3 separate regions of the Mus musculus genome follow, and regions 1 and 3 are each linked to region 2. A link is a contact called in public HiChIP or PLAC-seq and promoter capture Hi-C data. All regions are on one chromosome and are shown on one strand. The core of a region is the stretch at or near the end of the contact, and the rest is flanking DNA. Distances in the headings are between cores, read along the strand shown. Region 1 holds the start of Areg (amphiregulin). Region 2 holds the start of Rassf6 (Ras association (RalGDS/AF-6) domain family member 6). Region 3 overlaps Ankrd17 (ankyrin repeat domain 17).

Evidence for each region. Promoter capture Hi-C pulls out the DNA fragments that hold promoters and counts their contacts. HiChIP or PLAC-seq counts read pairs in DNA pulled down with a chosen protein or histone mark.
Region 1: a contact with region 2 is called in a FOXA1 HiChIP or PLAC-seq map of pancreatic cancer cells. The contact joins the promoter of Areg here to the promoter of Rassf6 in region 2.
Region 3: a contact with region 2 is called in a promoter capture Hi-C map of liver, with 2.4 times the contacts expected there. The contact joins the enhancer-like site here to the promoter of Rassf6 in region 2. A contact is called at or near these places in 8 of 39 promoter capture datasets (the 3T3-L1 cell line, 3T3-L1-derived adipocytes, hippocampal neurons and 3 more) and 5 of 484 Hi-C or Micro-C datasets (the HPC-7 cell line, embryonic stem cells, liver and 2 more).

The regions. Positions count from the first base shown.
Region 1 is chr5:91,138,235-91,142,357 of GRCm38.p6, reverse strand. Areg (amphiregulin) reads right to left here and starts at 2,759. Exons shown (of 6, transcript NM_009704.4): 1 at 2,484-2,759; 2 at 1,233-1,460. The coding sequence starts at 2,544.
Region 2 is chr5:90,638,082-90,642,197 of GRCm38.p6, reverse strand. It overlaps Rassf6 (Ras association (RalGDS/AF-6) domain family member 6), which reads left to right and starts at 1,671. Exons shown (of 11, transcript NM_028478.3): 1 at 1,671-1,811.
Region 3 is chr5:90,275,372-90,279,121 of GRCm38.p6, reverse strand. It overlaps Ankrd17 (ankyrin repeat domain 17), which reads left to right. Exons shown (of 34, transcript NM_030886.2): 16 at 731-879. Among named protein-coding and RNA genes, the nearest start is that of Cox18, 53 kb to the right of the region's middle. Within about 2 kb of position 1,486, at least 5 of the 459 cell types and tissues checked have an H3K27ac peak or open chromatin away from gene starts, as enhancers often do. A contact at or near this core is called in liver, where this site is marked.

The DNA.
Region 1 (4,123 bases), core at 1,510-4,009, 500 kb before region 2:
CCAAATAATAGTCACTGTGCTGAAGTGTTTCGACAGACAAGATACCTCTGGGTATTTTAAGCAAACAGCCTTCCAAAAGAGCTCCAGCAACTGTCTCAGCTTTGTACATGTGTCACCGCAGTTCTTTCTAGGTGCTAGCCTCTTGCTCGCTCCAGAAGTTGACCTCCAGAACTGTTAGTAACTTAACACACCTTTAACAGGCTGCCGGACGCCTTGATGGTCCAACCTAATCCCCTTTCCTACTACAAATATTAAAAAATAAATAAATAAATTGAAAAAAAAAAAGATTGAGAAGCAAGGTATTGTCATAGAATGCTCACCAAGGGAGGTTTATCCCTGTCTCTGCCTCTGTCCCTCCTTCATTCCTCCTCCCCTCTGGGAGACTCCATTGGAGGAGGAGGAGGAGTCAGGGAAGCTGCTAGGGAAGTCTTAAGAGACCTTAATGAACTCTGATATCACCTCGCCCTGCCTCCAAGATCTGACTTATCAATGGCCTCTTCTCTCCAAATGACAAAGTAAAATGAGAGTGGTGAGCTTTTATCTCTCAAAAAACAAAACAAAACAAACAAACAAACAAAAACAAAAAACGTTATTTAAAAAAAAAAAAAAAAACATCTGTCTGATAGGAGAGAAAAAACAAAACAAAAAAACAACCAAACCAGGGATCAGTAGTTTGGATAAAAATAAAATCCACACATACATCTTTAACATTTCTAGGGTTCGTCATTATTCCTTCTGACCCCTTATTTGTGTTAGAATGCAGTTATTTTAAGTCAGGTAGTGTGGGGGAGGGGACACAAATGTTGAGCTACAAGGCTCACAGGAATGGTTAATGACGACCTATGCTCCCAGAATGGAGGTCATGTCGCATATTGGAAAAGACCATCATCCCAGGAGTCAAACAGATTGAGGTTCTGAATCTGACTCAGTTGCTTGTTCCCAGAGGCGGGAAAGGGGGTAGGGGGGCGGCACACAACCTTTCTGAGCTTCAATTCTTGTGTAAAATGAGCACAGTTATGTCTATGTACCAGAGTTGCAAACATTAAACATGCACATGAGGTTTTGATGAATGCCTTGGACTTTCAGGATGCAACCTCCACGTGGCTCTGAGGACTCGCAATAGCCACGCCTACAAAGCCTTTAGAAAACTGAGCCATCTCCCTTCTGAAGCCACTTTGCAGAGGTAAAACCCGCATCTCACAGACAACGCTTTCCTTGTGCCCTCCACTCACCTCTGACTGAATCATCTATAATATAGCCGGATATTTGTGGTTCATTATCATACTCCTCTGAGTAGTCGTAGTCCCCTGTGGAGAGTTCACTGCCAGAAGGCATTTCGCTTATGGTGGAAACCTCTCTTCCCACAGAAAGCTCAAGTCCACCGGCACTGTGGTCCCCAGAAAGCGATTCGCCTTTCCCTGAGCTGGGGTCATTGAGCTCCAAAGCAGCTGCATAATGGCCTGCAGGGACGGAGAGAATAAGAAGAGATGAGTCGGATACTTCTGTCTCAGTAAGTGAGCATTGCTGTGTAGACATGTGTGTCTCCTCATATCAAACAGTTACTGCATGTGTGCTATTGGGTGTTGGGATTTGTTTTTTGTTTGTTTTGTTTTGTTTGACTGAGTCGCTCATAGAAGCAACTTCCCAGTCTGCCAAGAAGCAAACTCAGTTGCCCAAATTACTGAGTTTCTTTTATCTGGGTTTTCTTTTCCAGATCGCCTACATTAATTTCCACAATTGGATAAGTCCTGCCAAGGCAATGCCCCCAGAATCACGTAACCCGCAATGTCTAAGTGGCCTACACCCTTCGGGTCTAACTTGGGTGCGCTTTTCCAAAGCTTTCCTGCCATCTTTTGACCGGTACTGATACATTTTAACTCTTGTTTACAGCCATTGAATCTGTACATAAGATGCAAAAGGTAGTGCCAATAGTGGCAAAGAGCAACGGTTTTTACCGTCTTTATCTATTATTATCACACAGAGAAAAGGTTCAGAGCCGGGTAACCCCTTGGAGGAGTCCTGAGCTTCAGTCCTTGATTTCATTTTAATTCTTTTTTTTTTTTTTAATATCAAGACAGCATTTGGCAGCGATGCTTTCAACCTCTGAACACTTTGAGTCTGCTTTGGAGAGGGAAAAATAAAATCACTAGACAGAAGAATGGAGACAGAAGGCAAAGAGCCCTCCTTCAAATCCTCCTGGATTAACTACTTTTGTAGAAACTACTTCACCTGCCTGGACCTCAGTTTCCTTAGTTATCAAAGAAAAGGGTGGGCTAAAATGACCTCTTAGGTTTCCATCAGCTGGTCCTTGGGTCATGCTAGAGACCTTGGGTCATGCTAGAGACTTCGTCTGCTTCTCTCACCCTCCTAGCATGAGCAATTTCAGGGGTATGAGCTAAGGGGATCTGCTCCCTGACGTTTGGGGAATGTCAAGAGGCAGCAGCATTCAAGGGGCAACAACCTGAGAGGTGGCGGATGCTCACCTGAGCCTAAGACCAGCAGCAACAGCACTGAGCGCGCCAGCGGTAGCAGCGGAGTTCTCATTGGTTCCACCGGCCGGCAGCGTCTCGGTCTCTGCAGCAACACGACAGCGGCTCCGGGCGGCGGGAGCAGCGGAACCACGGAGCAGCGGGCGAGCACCGGCGCAGGGAAGCCCAGCCCGCCGGGCTCCGGACGGCTGGAGCGGCCAGCGCCTCAGGCTCAGCTGGAGATGTCCGGGCGGTGGCCGCGGGTCAGAAGGGAGCGAAGGAAGCGGGATCCAGGGTGCGGCGAGCACCTGCTGCTTTTATAGACCCGCTGGAGCCACCGCCCGTGACGTCACGGACCAGCCCTGGGTGGAGGCGGGAGGTTACTACTCCAAAAACCCAGCTGACGCGGGAGGAAGTGGGGATCGAGCCCTGATTACGCGGGGAGAAACTTTCCCACTCGCGTTGTGTTTTAAGTTAGAGTGGTGCTGAGGAGCTGACAGCCCAAAGAAACTCTTTGCATATACATTAACAGGACAGCAGGCCGGGACATTAAGTACCAAAGTCCCATTTTAGGATGTTTGTGGAGCTTTCAGAGCAACTGTGGCTTAGTGATGTTAGCCCGAAGACTTTGAGGAGGATAAACGAAGCGCTAAAGGACTCCTAATAACCTAGTTATCAATCAGACACCCTCCCTGCGGCCTTCCTCTCTGCAGTATTTGCTGGTCTTTCTACTCGAATTACACTTAAGGTTTTAGCTGGGCGTGGCCAGACAGTGGCACTTAGGGAGACTGAAGTAGAGGTTACAGGGAGAAGTTAACCTGAGCTGTATCATGAGACCAATAATAAGTTGCTGGGGATAAGTGTGCTCCCCTATTTTACAAACCAATAAAAGACAGATGTAAAAAGCAGAAAAAAATGAATTAACTCAAACACACATTATGTAGATTTGATTCAAATTAGTTTGTCACTGAAATCTGCCCCTTGCAGCTCTGATAAAGAGATTGAGGGCTAAACTGACCTTTAAGAAGAGGGTTGCTGGGCAGAAGAAAGTTTCATAGAAAAGGAAAGTTGTCAAGATGATTTAGGTGTTCAAATTGGAAGAATCCAGGGAGGCCCTCATTTCCAGCCTGAGAGAGAGCCCTAATGGGGACACATCTGCGACTCCAGCACCCAGGCTAGAGGAACTTCCAGGCCCACCCAGGCAACAGAGCAAATGTGAGGGGCTATTTGGGCTAGCAGAAAGACTGGTGTGTGTGTGTGTGTGTGTGTGTGAGAGAGAGAGAGAGAGAGAGAGAGAGAGAGAGAGAGAGAGAGAGAGAGAGAGAAAGGAGAGGAGAGAGAAAGGAGAGGGGAGGGGAGGGGAAGGGAGGGGAGGGGAGGGGAGGGGAGGGGAGGGGAGAGGGGAGGAGAGGAGAGGGAACCGAACCCCACTGGGGGCATATTTAGCTGCAAAGGAAGTGAGGGCAGTTACTTCCCCGAACTCTCATGCTCTAGTAGCTCAGGACACGCAAACTTTATATGCCCCAATACAGGGGAACGCCAGGGCCAAAAAAATGGGAATGGGTGGGTAGGGAAATGGGGGGGGGAGGGTATGGGGGACTTTTGGGATAGCATTCTAAATGTAATTGAGGAAAATAGGTAATAATAAAAAATAT
Region 2 (4,116 bases), core at 422-2,921:
GACTCCATTGCTGGGGGATCCAATACCCTCTTCTAGCCCCAGCAGGCACAGAAAGCAGATGGTGTCCACACACACAGGCAAAACACCCATGCTCATAAGATAAAAGTAAAATAAATTTTAATATAATTTAAAGTATATACCCTTTTTCATCCTGTTACTTCACTTTGAAGGTTGTAAGGTCGTAACCACAGTTCAGAGCAATTACATGTAAAAATTCGCTGTAGTGTTGTTTAGAAATAAAACTCCCTCTCAATAAGGAACTGCTTAAATAAATAATGCTCTATGCATATGGCATATTACAGTGCCGCTAGTTAAAATACATTGTAAGAAAAAAATTAACCCACCCTGACATATGGTAAATTGTTCACAATATCTTTTATGAGATAAAGATAAGTTATAGAAGAGCAAACTATGCAGCCACCTTCAGATATGTTCCCAGAGTAAATATGTCAGCCATGACAGTCAGCCCGCTGCTTACAATAATTTTATTCCAGAGATAGATTTGTAAATATTTTTGTTTCATTTCTGTGTTTTTGAAATTTTTCACATTGTGCATGCTATATGGCTTTACAGTCTACAGAAAAACTATACATCTACACGAGGATAAAGTATTTAAAGGGAAGGCTGCAGATAAAGGCAGAAACCCAGTGTTGCCCAGACACTGAAAACAAACAGGAGATCCGTTTGAGCACGGGCGACTGGGTGCAGCCAGGATCTGAGCAAGACATTGTAGAAGCAGAGCTGTAAACACTGCAGGTCCTGTTCTTTATCATCCAAAGGTCAGTCCACGCCAGCAACCACACACCAGTATACTGTGAGCCAACGTGGCCAAGCTAGTACAAGTGATGGCCGATACCTCTTTTGACCAATGCCTGTTAAATCTCAAAGCCCCTCACCTTTTTCAATGGCCACAGGCTAACTCGACTGTCTGACCCTTTCTGCGTGAGTTTAGAATCCTATGGAAGGCACCGTATAGACACATCAAACAAGCACTGGGGCTCTAGCGTCATTGTCAGACCTTCAGTTCAGTCAGCATTCCACCTCAGAGAACACAAGTCAAGCCTGCCTCACCTTCTCTTAAAATAATAATACGGCTACCCAAGACCCAATTTAAGTCAGGTGGTCAGGCCAGGCACATGAGCCCTGATGTTGCAAGCTGCCTGGAAGGTTCTGGCACACCCTAAGGGTGTGAGGAAAAAAAAAAAAAGTCTTGGGTGCAAAGGTGCTGGCAGAAAGCCAAGACTAAGGAAAAGAAAATTAAGAAATCACAAGCTGAAAGACAACTTAACTTTTCAAAGACAAAACGCAGAGTCCTAGCTGGAGCCGTTTATCTGCAGCACAGTTGGCTAGCAAAGATCCTGCAGCCTGTCACTGACAAAGGTCCCCACCATCAGTCCACTACTGCAGAGAGCAGGGTACCTGCTGGCCGCAAGGACAGAGTAAACACTCCCAACATGCACTGAGGCACTGGGCGTGGCTCAGGTTGCTCACACCCCCTGCGATGGGCAACCTTGTAATAATTAACTGCCGCTGGGGCTGCGAAACTCTGCCTGGAGCAGCACTGTGGGGCCAGCCATGTGTCCTCCACCCTGACTGCCTGCCTCGGCTCGGAGCAGGTGAGTGATCAGGTGAGTGACAAGGACGCCTTGTCACCCGCAGGCAGCTCCGCCTTCCCACTACTGTAAGGGACAGCTCGCCACCTCAGGCTCCGCGCTGCTTGGTCACAAGAGTCTCCTTTGCCCGGCACAAAAGCAGGTGAACTTGGAGGTTGAAGCGAAGAGCCCCGCTCAGTCCACACACAGGCACACCAGGTAGGGGTGCGGGGAGCATTTGAGAGCGGTCTAGAGAAACTGAAATCCATAGTCAGGAAGCGTAAACCCGTGCGTGCATCAGCGCAACCTGAGCCCTAGTGTGAGTTGGCCTTAAATCAGAATTTTTTTTTCAGAATACTCTCCTGGAGAAGGTAAGCGCGTGAGGGGGTTAGGACACAGTAGTGGGGAGGGGCGTTTGGAGCAGCAAGACCACCCTGCCTTCCCCTTTCCCAAAGAGCCAGCTCGTTGACTTTTACCTTAGCTGCTTCTTGTGTTTCAAGTTTGTCATACATGACTACATCGTAAAGGAAAGACCCTTTAACTTGAGGGGTCAGTTAAATGTTCCTTTCTTCAAGGTAAATCAGCTTCACTGAGAAGGGATTGAGATATAATGAAGACCTCACCAAACAATGTTAGGATGACCGTAATCACAAGGGCATCTGTGAGTTAGCATCCAGATTCTGAAGCTGGAGAGTCATAGGATCAAGCCTTGTGTCTGCTACTTACTAGTTTGTCACTTTGAACGTTACTTCCCATATCTAAGCCTCATAAGTCTGGCATCTATAAAACAAACATGATACCATGTGTCTCAGGGCACTTTAGTGGGGATTAAACAGGTGGCAGTTCTTCCACAAACGGCATCGCATCGTATGTCACCGCCCACAAATCTACAGATCTGTAAAATGGGTGTGACGGGGAGGACAAACTGACCTGAGCTGGACAGACAACACCAGACCCTGAGGATGCTGGAAGAGGAACAGTGCTTGTGAGACTGACCTGGTGACCATGGGCGAGCAGCAGCAGCTCTGTAGTGGTAAAACTGCCTGGCTTCTCCTCACTTCCAAGTGTTTAGCCTACCTGAAGGCCAGTTTAAACTTAAATGTTATCCACTTTTATTTTGTGAAAGTGGTGTTTATTTCTGAGGAAATAAAAAGCATCTGTAGTGAGAAAATTACTATCTATTTTATGCTGTAAAGCCCTGGCCTTTATGCTTCACATGAAAGACTGCATTTGAATGACTTTCATCAAATTAGACTATCTGGGCTAAGCCCTTCTGTTGTAACACATATTGAATGGTTTACAGTCAAATGATGGTGACTTTCTTTATATGCTAACAGTCTGGTGCTCATGCTTTGTCGGGCTCTAACTCTTCAGCTTAAATGACAAGGAAGTGGCTTTTTATTATACGGTGTTGTGTAAAGGACACTTTTGTGACTCTTGCTATGAGTTTTATGAATGTTGCTAAATGGTTTACAATGCAAATCATCATTGTCTTAAATGTTCATTTTTCCACTATAGAATTTGAATTTCCTAATCCACATCTAATGAGATACTGACTGAAGAATTTTGGGTAGATTTCTAATGCCAAGTCAACTGACATTTGTTGTGCTATTGGCTTATAGGATCTAGCAATAACAGTGCAGTTTGGCTTATAAAATAATCTCATTTATTTAGACTACCTCAGAGTAATAACTAAACATTTTTCATCTATTATACTGAATATAAACTGTTGAATACAATTTAAAGTATTTGATTTTATATTCCCTAGTGATATATCAATATAAAAAACAGTGCCCCAAGTAAGATAAATCTGTTTGACTATATTTAATATTTTAATATTGAGATGAATCTCCTTAACCTCATAAAAAACTATCTTCCTAGTTAGCTTATATGCTATACGTATATGTTTATCTGTTGTTCCTAAAATATATAACCCTATATTGCAAATTATAGAATGTTCTAATCAACAACACAGAAAAATAACGAGGGTTGTATGAAATAATAAACTTTTCTAATTATATTTAAAATAGTGCAGATAACATAGCATTAAATGTTGTACACTTAATGTTGACTCCTATTTTAGTTTCCTGAAATGAGTAGCTTATAATTATAATTAAACTAGATGTTTTATGCTAAATCTCCAGTTACTTGTATAAATTCAGGGATTCTGGGGCTTCAGAAACACGGATTTAGGCTTCATGTAAAAAATTTAATTTTTTAAAAAATATTCAAGTCATCCATTCATCTGTTGAAGGACATCCATCAGCCGGTTGGCTTCCTTTCCCTGGCTAGAGTGAACACAGCTGAGCAAGTGTCTCTGGGATGGATGTGGAGTCCTTGGGCATAGGACAGGGACTAGTGGGGCTGGGTCAGGTAGTAATCTAACTTTCAGCTTCTTGAGAATTCTCCATGCCGGATTCCACAGTGGCGACATCGGTTTGCATCCTATCCAACAGTGAATGTGGGGGATCCCTGTCTCCCACATCTTTACCAGCATCTGTTGTCGGTTGTTTTCTTGATCTTG
Region 3 (3,750 bases), core at 237-2,736, 360 kb after region 2:
GACTAGCCATTATTTGAATCATATAGTGGGTGAAATAAGATCATACCAGATTTCCTACATAGAAACATCAGGGTCCATACTGGGAGGATGATTGTGTAAAATATATTTATTTCTAGCCTAATCTTAATTTTGTTCTGTCAGTGTGATTGTCCGATTGAATGTAAGACACTTTATTCCTCTCAGAATAATTCTTAATGTAAGAAAATCTATATCTGTGTGAGAGTCAAACTTTTATAGTTGAGAAAACCATCACACCGTGTTTCAAAGTTACTATTGCCCTGTAGTAGTTAGTATATTTTGTGTTTCGGGTAGTTTTACTTTGAGGATCTTCCATCCCAAAAATGAAGTAACTTTTATTTGCTCCAAAATATAAGGTATGAAGTTGCCACTTTTTAAAAAACAAAACAAAACACCCTTCCCCTTTCATTCTATCATTTATTCCTTTTCTAGTAATTTTAGTACATAAAGCTTTTGTTTTCAGGATTATTTTGATTGGAATATTTTTTGTTTACTTTAAATAAAAGAAAATTTGTCTTTCAGGTGGATTTTATGGGAAGTGTATTAATCAATATACATTCTAATTTGGGGTTCTCCTCCAATCAAAAATCATCAGAGAATTAGTTATAATAGCATTTTAGAGACATTTTGTTGCAAAAACTCTTTAATACTTTAAAATATCTCTTGCTAACAGTGTTTCCTCCTTATTAAGTGCAGTTATTTTGTTCAACAGCAGTCAGTGGAAGAGCATCTGCAATGTCAAACACTCCTACCCACAGTATCGCTGCTTCTGTTTCCCAACCTCAGACTCCAACTCCAAGTCCCATCATCTCTCCTTCAGCCATGCTACCTATCTACCCTGCCATTGATATTGATGCACAGGTAAGCTCCGCATTTAGGAAAGATGGTTTTCCTGGAATCACACTGCTTTTAGTGATCTTACACATCTAAGATTTTGTTGTCAGAGACTCCAGATACAATTAAAAATTAAAACCCATTTAAAAAAAAAAAAGTATCAAGCCAGACAGGCATGGTGGCTCACACCTAATTTTGCATTTAGAAGGATAAATTATTATTACATGAGTTCAAGGCCAGCCTGGACCTTCATAGTCAGTGCCATGTTCTGGCTGAGTTAAAACTTTAGGGTTGTTTGTTTGTTTTTCTTTTCTTTCCTTTCTTTCTTTTCTTTTTCTTTTTCTTTTCTTTTTTTGAGACAGGGTTTCACTGTGAAGCCCTGGCTGTCCTGGAACTCACTCTGTAGACCAGGCTGGCCTCAAACTCAGAAATCCATCTGCCTCTGCCTCCCAAGTGCTGGGATTAAAGATGTGCGCCACCACTGTCCAGCTAAAACTTTAGTTTTTAAAAGACTAGAATATAAAAGGAGTATAAAAGCAAGATTAAAATGAAACCAGAGCTGTGATCCCAGCCTTTGGGAAGTTGGGTAGAGAGGATCAGGAGTTCAAGGTCATGCTTAGTTGTGTAATGGTTGAAGCTAGTCTGGGTTGCATCACACCCTGTCTCAATAGAGCAAACATTAGGATTGCTGTATATCTCCTTAAATAGTCAATGGAGTGTTTATAAAAGAAAAGGCTGGGGCTGAGACTGTATCAGTGGAGGAACACTTAAAGGCCTGGGTTTAGTTTCTAGCTTCAACCAAAGGTGATTCTGTAACTTAATCAACTTCATGTTTCTGAACATAATATAGTCTTAGTAACTTTTCCCCCTTAAGACGGGGTATCTGTATAGCCTGGGCTGGTCTCCCAGCAATCTTCTTTAAGCCTCCTGAGTGTTAGGATTAGGCATGAATAACCACACCTGGCTCTATATTATATTTTTAAATTATGATGGAATTACATATTGTTTATGAGGAAATATATAGTAATTTATGCAATTTTAACTAATAGCAGATTCTATTGAGGGAATAGAAACACTTTCTTTGGATTAAGAATATATATGAAGTGAAAAAAAGATACTGTTACAGTTTAGAAAGGGTGAGCTCTATTAAATAAGCTGCTGCATTAAAAAAATTAGTTGCTTCCCAGCATTAAGGAGATGGAGGCAGGCGGATTTCTAGATGAGTTTGTGGCCAGTTAGGGCTGCATAGTAAGACCCTGTCTAAATAAGATTAGTTGACTGTCAATGGCAAGACTTCTTAGTGGTTAAAGATGCTTTTCATCAAGTCTAATAGCCTCAGTTTGATCACTATAATCTAAATTGTAGGAGAATAAACCCACTTACCACTTTTCTTGTGATCTACATCTGTACTATGCCATGTGTTCTCACACACATACACATATAGGTAGGTAGATAAGTAGATAGACGCATACATACATTACATTACATATTTGTAAATTCAGCATGATGTCTCAGGGCAAGATGGGATTGACAAATTTGCTTGTTTATATCTTGACAAGGCCAAAAGATGGCAGGTACGGTGCTACAAGCCTATAATCTCAGTGCTTGAGAGATAGAGGCAGGAAGGCTACATAGTAATTCTGAGAATGTCCTGGACTACAGAAGACCTTTGTCTCACAACAAATCAATGAAGTAAAATTAAATTAAAATTTAGAAAGAAAAGACGAAAAGATTAAGAAGTGTGTGAGGAGAGAGAGGCTATTAAAAAAGGTAAAGTTATGGTGGTGGAGTGATGGCTCATTGGTTAAAAGCACTGACTGCTCTTCCAGAGGACCCCGGTTCAATTCCCAGCACCTGCATGGCAGCTCACAACTGTCTGTAACTCCAGTTTCAGGGGACCTTGTACCCTCACACACATGCAGGCCACAAAAAAAAAGAAAAAGAAAAAAAAAAGAAAAAGGAAAAAAGGTAAAGTGATAGTAAGAAAATGTAGGATTTTGATGAATATCTGGGGTGAAGAAGTATATGCTGTTAAGACTTAAACCAGCTTTTTATAAATTTGAGTTTCGAGGAATGTGTGTATATACCATTAAAACCATGTATTTCAGAGCTATAGCAGTTCCTTTTTATGTATGGGTTTGTTTGTTTATTCTTAGACAGGGTCTTACTGTATAGACCAGACTAGCCTGAAACTCAGAACCGCCTGTCTTTGCCCTCCTAAGTGCTGGGATTAAAGGTGTGTATTACTACCAGACTCACACCTGGTGTGTTTTAACTTTCTGTTTATTTTGTTCGGTGTGTGGGTATTTGAACAGCATGTTCTTCTCTGTTCCACAAGCATGCTTGGTCTCTATGGAAGCCACTAGAGTCTGTGTCATAGTTTTCTGAAACAGCCAGCCATGAGCTGCCATGTGGGTGCTGAGAAATGAATGTAGGTTCTCTGCAAGAGCACCAGGTACACTGGCTCACTGAACCCTCTCTCTAGGCTGTAATGTTGCTGGAGGATAAAGAAATCCTGCATTCCTCAGACCACACCACTTACTTTACTATCTGGAATAGAAAAGCATTTGGTTGGTCATTTGGCAAAGGAGGAAAAAGCGAGGAGCCTGACTTTAAAACTACAAAAACAATGTGCATTTATATTTATTATTGATCAAATAGTAGAATTCAGTAAAACTTGGAATTGAATATGCATTATTTCCCTTGTCCTTTTGATTTTGAGACTATTGCATTTGACCCAGAAGTGTGTTCTGATTTTTAGGGGACCAGGAAACTGTGTAGGGGCCCTTAGTACAAAGTTAAGTTCTTGTTTTCCAAACATTTAAAAATGAAATGAGCCTAAAACTGTGTGCCCAAGCACAATGTGATTTTACTGAGTGTTAAGTTATTAATGATAAA